Regions from separate parts of the Pan troglodytes genome. Here region 2 is linked to region 1. The links are chromatin contacts, called in public Hi-C maps. All regions are on one chromosome and are shown on one strand. Each heading gives the region's core, a stretch centred on a gene start, on an enhancer-like site or on the middle of the called end of the contact. The rest is flanking DNA. Distances are from core to core; before and after follow the strand shown.

What was found. Hi-C and Micro-C count contacts between places; a contact is called where the count stands out from the background.
Region 2: a Hi-C map of stem cell-derived neural progenitor cells shows a contact between it and region 1, with 4 times the contacts expected there. The contact joins the promoter of SGCE here to the enhancer-like site in region 1. A contact is called at or near these places in 1 of 7 Hi-C or Micro-C datasets (stem cell-derived neural progenitor cells) and 1 of 1 datasets of contacts at active chromatin or transcription factors (stem cell-derived excitatory neurons).

The regions. Positions count from the first base shown.
Region 1 is chr6:103,815,283-103,820,367 of NHGRI_mPanTro3-v2.0_pri, forward strand. No RefSeq gene overlaps it. Among named protein-coding and RNA genes, the nearest start is that of COL1A2, 45 kb to the left of the region's middle. Within about 2 kb of position 2,644, at least 3 of the 24 cell types and tissues checked have an H3K27ac peak or open chromatin away from gene starts, as enhancers often do. A contact at or near this core is called in stem cell-derived neural progenitor cells, where this site is marked.
Region 2 is chr6:104,030,675-104,035,759 of NHGRI_mPanTro3-v2.0_pri, forward strand. SGCE (sarcoglycan epsilon) reads right to left here and starts at 2,863. Exons shown (of 12, transcript XM_009453639.2): 1 at 2,580-2,863. The coding sequence starts at 2,688. It overlaps PEG10 (paternally expressed 10), which reads left to right and starts at 2,919. Exons shown (of 2, transcript NM_001302445.1): 1 at 2,919-3,182. The coding sequence starts at 3,178.

The DNA of each region.
Region 1 (5,085 bases), core at 1,394-3,893:
GACTTTCTTCCACTAAAATATCACAATAAATGGTCACCTTGACACCATAAATTATAAAAAGAGCTTTGCTTTCCTTCTCTCAAACTTGGGAGGGCTATGTATCAAAAACAGAACAAAGTCCACTAAATCTTTTGAACCATTGAAAAGAGAAAGACAAATCAATGACAAAAATGATGTGCCTTCTCACCAATACACAAATTAAACTGCGTATTTTGTAGGATGTATAGGGTTATTGGTCTTTTTATTATCACTTTTGTGAGGTATCTGCCAAGTAAGTCTAATTCAGTAAAATAGATTGATACATTGGGAAAAAATCTCTAGTCTGCATTCTGGGTTGGGAATAAAATCATGCAGACTGTTTAGTCAACCTTTACCACTCGTATTTTTATCTAATTGGTCTGAAATATTATTTAAAACTCCCTCGGTGATTGCAATTTGCAGGAAGTCTTGAGGAAAACTGTATGAGACTAAAGCCACAAGGTTCTGAAACCCTCCCTTAAAGTCAATGGCAAAGTTGGAAGTCTGTGCCTATGTGCCTTTTTCTAGGAAGACAAAATATATTGTACTTCTCTAAGTTTTTCCAGATCCCACACAATATTTACCAAATCAGAATTGCTAGGGGTGGACCCAAGATATTTCTATATTTAATTAGTACACCAAGGTGGTTCCCATGTACTCTCAGAGTTTGAGAACCACTGGTTTATTAACATCATCATATTTTTAGGTGATTCTGTATCCCTCTCCCCAAAATGTTTAGGACTACAGCTTTCAAATAGTGGGCTCTTTAAGCTGTTTTAAAAAGAACATGTAATGGCTCATTGAACATGTGAGCAATTAATTTGGGAACAGTTACAATATTACAAATGTGATTACTTATTGCAAACCCAATTAATCCAGTCAGGAAGAATGTTAATTACAAAGGAGTGTGGAAATTAGCATGAGTGCATGACTAAATGCCTAAAATCTGACCTATTATATTGTCTGTCAGGTAATTTACTTCAAAAATACTTCCACAGGAGGTTTTATGTATATATGTGCATGAGGGCTATAAAGTAACATTAATCCACACTCCAGGGCTGATTGAGTAATCTTGGACATATCCTAATTAGGAAAATCCATAGCTTTAGAATTGGCTATTCTGGCATTTCAAATATCATCATTAAAATCTACACCAGAGGGTGTGTTAATTAGCATAAAATATGTCAATAATAATTTTTCATGGTTGAAATATGGTCTTGAAGATATATGGAGAACTAATAAATATTTAACATAATGAAACTTAGGCTAAATCTTGTTCTACTTGTGACATACCACTTGGTAGCAAGATTGACAAGGAAAGACATATAGTCCTATCTATCTTCAATCACCAGAGATGACTTATATTTACCAAAAACTCTTGAATTACTCAATTAGCTCAGATCACTTCAAAAGATGACTCCAAAAAATGGAAAAATGGTAAAAGATGGCTAAGAAAATGACACACAAAGCAAAACTGTACTGAATTGATTTAAAAAGCGAAATGAAATAATGCTGAAAACAATAACTGCATTTCTCTAATGAGCAATGGAATATCAATAAAAATGAATCCAGATATAATAGAAAGCAATCGGGAAGGATGCCAAAGTTCCAAAGAAATCATCTCTCTTTCTATGGGAGCAGCCAAGATTTACTAGGTGCTTTTATGGCCCTTCCCCTCTGGGCATAACTGAAAAGCTAGAGGAAGAGCCTTAGCCAAGCTGAGCCACTCAACTCCTCTCTTTTGAAAATTTAAAAGTTGTAGTGGAGAATGGCAAGGAATAATGGAGGCATGACAATGACAGCACTCTACAGACGACTGTGAACTTTTGCAGATGAGGTCACAAAACAGTACTAGATTTTTGGTTGTTCTTTCAATTATGAAATAATCCAGTATCCTTCTACTAACTTTCCTTTTTGCTTAAGTTAGAGAAAGTTAATTTCTGTTATATAAAACAAAAACAGTTTCAACTAATATACCTAGTAAACAGGACATGGCAAAAATGGAGGAATACAGGACCATCTTAAAGTAGAAATAAGAGTCACAATTTTGAATAGTCTTAAAAAGTACCCAGATAAAGAACATTGTTGGAACACAATTCATGGATGTTTGGCATTTCTGCATGTTTTGCAAGCAGAGACACTGATGACCTTCGTTCTGAAATATCTGTTCAAGGATGTTTGTATAATGATAGTGTGCAACCTTGGAAGAGAGAGTTAATGTCTCCCTTCAGAGGAGAGGTTACTGTCCACTATAATCAAGATAATAGCTCCCTGCAGGGCAAATGTCAAGCAGGTTTGCTCCCAGCCCATTGTAGTTTTGGGTTCCATTTGTTGGTGTTTCTCAATTGCAACACATCCATTTGGATTGCTCTGCATTTTCCCCAAGGGACTTGGGGAAAGGGGGCCTGAAGCAAATATAAAGCTTTTAGTTCCTTGCCTTGCTGGAACAAAGTCTTTCGTCTCTGACCCAGAAGCTGCATGCCTTCCGCCAGCATCTATTAAACTGTGGCCGGCTAACATCTTAGCTTTAAAGTAGAGAAAATTCCAGATCCTTCAGAGTTCTTGACAAACATTTCAAAGAAGAATTTATAACAGAATGAAGCTGCATCCGTTCTGTATTCTTGTCTTTCAAGTTGCCTAGCAACTAGTTGGTCACCACTGATCTGACAATCTGCAGTAATGAACAACCACGCTATATAGAAAAGTGTAATTGAACTACATGCTTCTAGATGGCAGATTGTCTGATTCATCTCTGTATCTCTATCACCTAGCCCAGTAATACAGACTCCAGACTTCGTGATTTTATTGTTGCAGGACTTTTCCTTAGTTTAGCTAATGACAGGGTTCTTTGTTCCATGGCCACAAAAATTCAGGCTTGCAGATAGTTTGAATGGTGAGTAAGACAGGGTTTTACTGGGTGAAAAAAGAAGAAAAGGGGAAACGGGGACTCTCCCTAGGCCAGAGTCCCTGCTAGAGTACTTCTCGCCTGGCCATTTAAATTCCAGGTTCCAGATAGGAAGAGGAGGGGCCAGACTACTCCCCTCTGCAAACAGCGTGAACTTCCGTGTCTCCACCCAATGCACATTCCTCCTAGTGTGCAGGTTGGTTGGAGTTTTTCCAGGGACCCTCTCCCACCTGGCTATCTCATGATGCTGAACAATTATTAAACAAAAGAGGAAACTATAAAAATGACTGCTGGAATATGTATAGAGTTGTAGTAACTAAGATAGTCCAAAATCTGTATCATAGGTACTTTACCTTATAATCATCTTGTATCTTCAGGTTTATTTAAGCAAAACGAACAGAGATCCAGTCAAGGAAGCTCAGGTGACAGGGACATACATAGAGAAATAAGAGCAAGAAAGGTAACAGACTACTGAAGTTGGAGCTGCAACGTGGCTGCCCCTTTATTTATTTATTTTTTTAGAGGCAGGGTCTTGCTATGTTGCCCAGGCTGAAATACAGTGGCTATTCATGGTGCCATCATAGCACACTGTGGCCTCGAATTCCTGGGCTCAAACAATCCTCCTGCCTCAGCCTCCCAAGTGGCTGGGACTACAGGCTCACACCACCATGACAGGCTTGGCTCTCTATTTAAGATGGCTTCAGAGATCTCAGGAGCAGTAGTTTGTGACTTTTTCAACTCTTTCCTCTACAGCTTCACCACTAATCTGGTTCATTCACATTCTGCATGTTTTTTTCATATCTGCTATTAATTGGCTTTCATCATTATTATTATTTGATTTCTAAGAGAGAGATTCTGATATAGTTCATAAATCCCTAGACAGCCTAGTAAGTGCTGACATTTGGGTAGGTATCCCATCATGAGAGTCGTGTGATATAAAACATAGCCACCTAGACATCAGAAGCTCTGCGTGGGCAATTTTTAAAGGAGGCAAGGGTATGAAAGACCATAAATAACATCTCTATTACAAACTGCATCACAAAAGTTGTAATGTTTTATAACTTTTCTCAATAAAACAGAAACTTAATTTAATTCAAATACTTTGTATTTGAATGCCTGCTTTGTATCTACCCATCTCACACTCTTCCTAGCACTCCTTTCTCCTTGAAAATATATATGTTGGTCAGGCCTGGTGGCTCACACCTATAATCCCAGCACTTTGGGAGGCCGAAGCAGAATGATCACTTAAGCCCAGGAGCTTGAGACCAGCCTAGGCAACATAGTGAGACCCTGTCTCTACACAAATAGCCAGGTATGATGGTGTGCACCTGTACTCACAGCTACTACAGAGGATGAGGCAGGAGGATTGCTTGAGCCCAGGAGGTAGAGGCTGCAGTGATCATGCCACTGCATCTCAGCCAGGGTGACAGAGTGAGACTCTATCTCAAAAAAAGAAAAGAAAAAAAAAAAAATATATATATATATATATATATATGCTTCTTCATGCAATTTGAGCATTTTGTTTTTAGATAAAGACAAAATATAAAGAGTTCTTAGACATCATTTTTTAATGCTTGTACAGAAAAAAAGAGGGGTTGGGGGAGACAAAGAACATCAATAACAAAAAACAAAAGTTCATTAAAATGCACAAAAAAATGTCCAGTTACTTTAGAAATTAAAGAAACACAAAGTTAAAAAGCTCACTTCATCTCTGGCTGTTTCTTTTCAAAATAATAGGTTGATAAGAGTTTAGACAAAAGATCACTCTCATCTACAGTTGATGTGGTATAAATTGGTACAAAATTTCTAGAGAGAAATTTATCAGTATGTATCAAAAGCCTTAAAAATGTTTATATCTTGGACAAGGAATGAATGCTAATAAATTAATATTTGATTTTTCTAAAGACTTTGACCCAGTAGAGTCCATATGAAGGCTTCTCGTAAAGCTGTGAGACTCAAGTTTTCTCTCCACTGCACAAATCCGAACAGCACATAGCTGTCCCCCAATGCAGCTGTCTGGGGCAACCTAAACTTGGAGGGAGAGCTGTGTGGGTCTGAGGAACAAGCACGTGAATCACAGAAGTCTTCTAACTTTGGGAAATGCCATGGCTATTTGCAGCGCAAAGCTGACAGAAGGAACTAGAACACTGCAGCTCTCAAAA
Region 2 (5,085 bases), core at 1,613-4,112, 220 kb after region 1:
ATGCAACCCTGTGCAAAATGGGCAGAAATAGTCAACACCAGAAATAAATATCTGAGAAAATCCAAAATTCACATAGATATTAAATATCCAAAATATGTTTAAAGTTCTTATCTGTTAAGTTGGTTTTGGTTTTGGTTTTGAAAATGTTTGTTGTTCTAGACAACACAAAAATGTTACCTAAAGTATTGCTCTATTAATGTTATCTTTCTGTTTTATTTTTAGTATTGTTTTGTTTTTTGGATAACAAAAAGGTTTTATCTAAATTACTTATATATTGATGCTGTTTTTTCCCTTAGAAAATTCTATTTCTAAGCAAAGTGAAAATATTTTCATATGTAGAGGAATAAAAAACTACAATATGTTAGAATAGTGAGATGAGAGAAAATTCTTCTCAGTTTTCTGGTTTTAAATATTTATGTACTAAGGTTGTTCATTTAAAATTTTAATTAAAAAATTAATTAATATTATTTCCTTTAAAGAAAGCTCTCCAAACTTAATGTTATTTAACATTTAAAGGCTCTTTGGAAAGAAAATAATCGAGGAGAATTAATTTGATCTTGTTTTTAACTTTTAGAAAGTATTTAACTGCAATCCTATGAAAAATATTTATTGTATAGCTACCTATATATGCATAGAGAACGTCTGAAAAAGCAGACTCTATAATGTTTACTGGTGTTATTGCAGGGTGAATAGGTTACAGGTGACCTTTTCTTTAGAGTTTTCTAGGGTTTTCTCTCCTGAATTTTGTACAATGACCTGAAATTACTTTTATTATGGTAAAATACTAATTACGTTTTTTTAAAAAAGTCCTGGTTAGCATTTTGAAATGAAAAAATCAAATTGGTTCAAACTTGTTCAAACTTTTAAAGTCTTAAGATGGATTTTTGAACTTTAATTTTTCCTGCTTTTCATCTATACTGGTTTTAAATCTCAATTTTTAGAAGAATAATGTCTCAGTTAACTAGGTGAAGTAACTTTCGAATTTAAACAAACAAACAAAACTGGTAAGAATTTGACAGCGGTCACCAGAACAGTACTCTACCAAGCATAAGAAATCCTGGAATTATTCTATCTTGCAGAAGAGGGTGAACATCCTAAAGATTAAATTAAAAGGCACTTCTAAAAAGTATAATTGTGTTTACCCAACTTCCTAGGGAAATGTCTTTGTTAAAAAGCTGCATTTCATTCATTCATATTCCGGATAGTGGGCATTTTCTCTCTAATAAAAAGTAAAATCTCAGTAAATGGGCTACAGTTTTGTTTATTCCTAGAAAGGCTCGCTTTTAAAGTGCGGTGTCTGCAACGTTGTTATGACAATAAGTCAAATTCTTATTGATATTCCAAGTATAAAATAATCCGTAGCAATGTTACTAAAATATGCTCAATTTTGCTCTTCAAATATGAAAGCGTTTCATCTGTGTTTCAGAAACCTAACTCAGCTGTAGACAATTTGGTTTTCCCTTTTAACTTAAACTTGTTTTACTAAGATCATCAACAGATTGTCAGTTTCCCAAGCGCCTAACACTGAGGCGCTTAGATGGGAATCCGCGTTAAGGTTTTATTTAGCATCCTTCCTCATCAGAATTTTAGCGTCTTATCAGCCACTGCAATTTTCCCTGACATAAAATATATATGTTCATAGTACAAATGCACGCAAATATTTGTGGCCGAATCTCGGCAACCCGCTGGAAAGGATTAAACGTGCGGTTGCCGTGACTAAACGCATTCATTCACCCTACAAGATTTAGGAAAATGTAACGTTGCAAGGGAAGCAAGGTCTCTGTGTAAACCTCGTAATCGCCACCAAAAGTCCGTAGCTGGGAGCCTTCAAAGCCCGCCAAACACACTGGAAGCATCCACAGCTGTTTTAAATTGGTTTTGGTTTCTGGAAATAGCGCACTCGGTACGGCAGCATCTCTGGCCTCCAGCCGGGGTTAACCCTGACCTGAATGCCCTGTTTAGCTCCCAGCATTTCATGATTCCGCGTCCCTGCTCCGTAAAACCGAAGAAAACCGAGATTTCCGCCACCGAGAAATGCACTTAGCAAGAGGGGGAAATTCGGTGTTTTAAATGTCATATTTTTGTGTTCTCTACCACGATCAAGAAAAGGAAAAAAGATGTGTTTGTGTAGCGGGGACGCAGCTTGACACCCATTTCCTTTGGCTCGCATCGAGGTCGCAGAGCCCAATCGCGGGGAAACGGGCCCCCCAGAAAAACAGGCAACGACCCCCAGCTCTTTGCTACAGGGATCGGGAGAGGACTACCCTGGGGCTGGGCGGGGAGGGGGATGTTGGGAACAGGAATTGGAGATGGAATTTCTGCGCCCGCAGAGCAGGGAGGGGCCCGCGGGGGCGCGGAGAGGAAAAAAAAAAAAAGGCCAGGGGTCAAGCCTGGGGAGAGAGAAGCTGGGCCGGGGAAATGGGGTACAAGGTGTACTGAAGGAGGGGTACGGTGGGGTCCGGGACAGAAAGAGAGGCTGGTACCCAAAGGGCGCGCTCAGGCGCCCGGAACCCGAGCGGGGGAGGGGGAGGCGGCGGCCTGTTGGCCCCGGACCTCCACGTCGCGCGCAGGCCACTAACCTGTCAGCAAGAATGTGCCAGTGGTCGCGGGGCTCATCCTGCGTGTCCCCCGACCCTGTCCCGTCCAAGCACAGGGGTCTCCCAGCTCCCACCACCGGGGCAATTGCATTCTTGGCCTGGCTAGGCCGTCCGTCCTCGATTCTCCCCTCCCCTCCCTTTCTTCTTCCCTCCCAGCTTGGCCAGTTCAGCATCAGCATCCCGCACCCCCTCGGTAATCCCGTACTCCCTCTAGCGGCGGGCCACTGCAGCGTGGCCACCGCCCCCACCCCCATCCCCCATCCCCCGCACCCCCCTCCACCCCCTAGCCCGCGGAGCACGCTGGGATTTGGCGCCCCCCTCCTCGGTGCAACCTATATAAGGCTCACAGTCTGAGCTCCTGGTACACGCGCTTCAACTTCGGTTGGTGTGTGTCGAAGAAACCTGACTGCGCCCTGAGGAGAACAGCGGAGAAGGTCCACCGAGCCTGGCGAAAGGTCCGCTGAGCGGGCTGTCGTCCGGAGCCACTCCGGGCTGCGGAGCACCCAGTGGAGACCGCGCCTGGCTCAGGTGTGGGACCCCATCCTTCCTGTCTTCGCAGAGGAGTCCTCGCGTGGTGAGTATGCGGTGAGGACGTTTTTTTTTTTTAAAGATCACGTTCATTCCCCGTGCTTATCGGGAGCTGCGGGAGATGGAGTAGCACCCCAGAATGTCTCCACGCAAAACTTGTCACGCCTTCACTGGCTGTACCCCAAAACAAATGGGGAAACCAAGCCTTAAAGGCTTGGGTTTCCAGGACCAAGTCCAGATACGGGCTGTAGACAGAGATGAGCTGCGGACAGTGATGAGCTGCAGACGGTCAGGAGCTACAGATCGATTTGCAATTTGCTCTTCAAATGCGCTACCAAGTGCCATGCTTTACAAACAGATAAGCGCTTCAAATGCGCTACAAACTGGCGCTTCAGATGCGCTACAAGCACGCTTCACGCGGGCGACAAACTGATGGGTGCTACAACTGGCGCTTAATTGCGCTATAAACTGATGGGCGCTTTATGTGCCACAAACTGACGGATGGGCGCTTCAGTGGCGCTACAATCCAGAACGAGGAGCAGCGATATAGGAGCTGCAGACAGAAAACTGAATTGCGCTTTACACGCGCTGCAAAATCTGAGCTGCAGAAGAGTAGCACTACAAAAAACGCTACAAAAACGATGCGATTAGCCAGCCCGACAACAGCGCTTCATTGCGCTGCGAGGCACATGAACTGCAGAGGTACATGAGCTGCGGAACAATTCACACCTAAGATGCACTACAAAGTGGTAAGAGCTGCAGAGGTACAGGAGCTGCAGACTGTTTGCGCTACAAATAAAGCAGCCGTAGTGGGACATGAGCTGCGGAGTACAATTCCTCTGTTTTCTTGGAGCAGGACCCCACCCTTTCACCTTTTGGAATGGCTCCCACTCTATTTTTCTGCAGGACGGTTCTCTGCATGATGGTGCTGGTAGACAAAATGGAGCCCCGGGCAAAAATTAGTGTTTAACATTCTACCCACACCATTCCCGCTATAGCAGTGGAGTGGAGGGGCACTGATTGGAGTGGAAATGGGAATCTTTTGGTGATGGCAGAGCAGGCTGCCTGCCTACTTGTGCTTGATTGAAGTGGCGGTGTAGTTGTGGTGGCGCGAATCAGCGTCCAGCAACAGTTTGTGGAAACTGTGGGTTTGCTGAGTATGGCGGGGGAATTGGATCTGTGGATTGCTCTTGCTGCATGAAATGAATCTGGCTTTGGTGGCTGGTGGGAGGGGTTTGGGAGGGGGGATTCTGGCGGCGGGGGGTGTGTGCAGATACTCTGCAGCCCTGTAGCAGCCAGTCTCAGGCCTGCCCCGCCCATCCTAGCATGCCTTCTTTGCGGTGCTTAGCGCCTCCTCCTACAGCGCCTCCTCAGAGCGCGCCTCCCCTGCAGCGCGCCTTCCCAGAGCGCGCCTTCTAGATGCGGCCTCCTCAGGCCCCTCCTCCCAGCTCCTTAGCGCCTGCCTGCCCAGGCCCCACCTCTCTCTGGCCACCTCATTCTGAGGTGAGCTGCTCAGGCCCCGCCTCTTCCAGGCCCGCCTTTTCTGTGGTGAGCTGCCCAGGGCCTGCCTCTCCCAGGCCCACCTACTCTGAGGTGAACTGTCCAGGCCCCGCCTCTCCCGGGGCCGCCCCCTCTGAGGTGAACTGCCCAGGCCCCACCTCTCCTGGGCCCGCCTCCTCTGAGGTGAACTGCCCAGCCCCGCCTCTCCTGGGCCCGCCTCCTCTGAGGTGAACTGCCCAGGCCCCGCCTCTCCTGGGCCCGCCTCCTCTGATGTGAGCTCACCCAGATCCCACCTCCCCAGGCCCGCCTCCTCTTAGGTAGCCTGCTCAGGCCCCGCCTCTCCAAGGCTTGGCCCCTCCCTAAGCCTGCCCCTGCCCGGCTGGCCTATAGTCCCACCTCCCTCAGAGCCTGCTAGCACACATGCGCAGTGTGAACCCTCAGCCCCTCCCTTCAGGCGCCG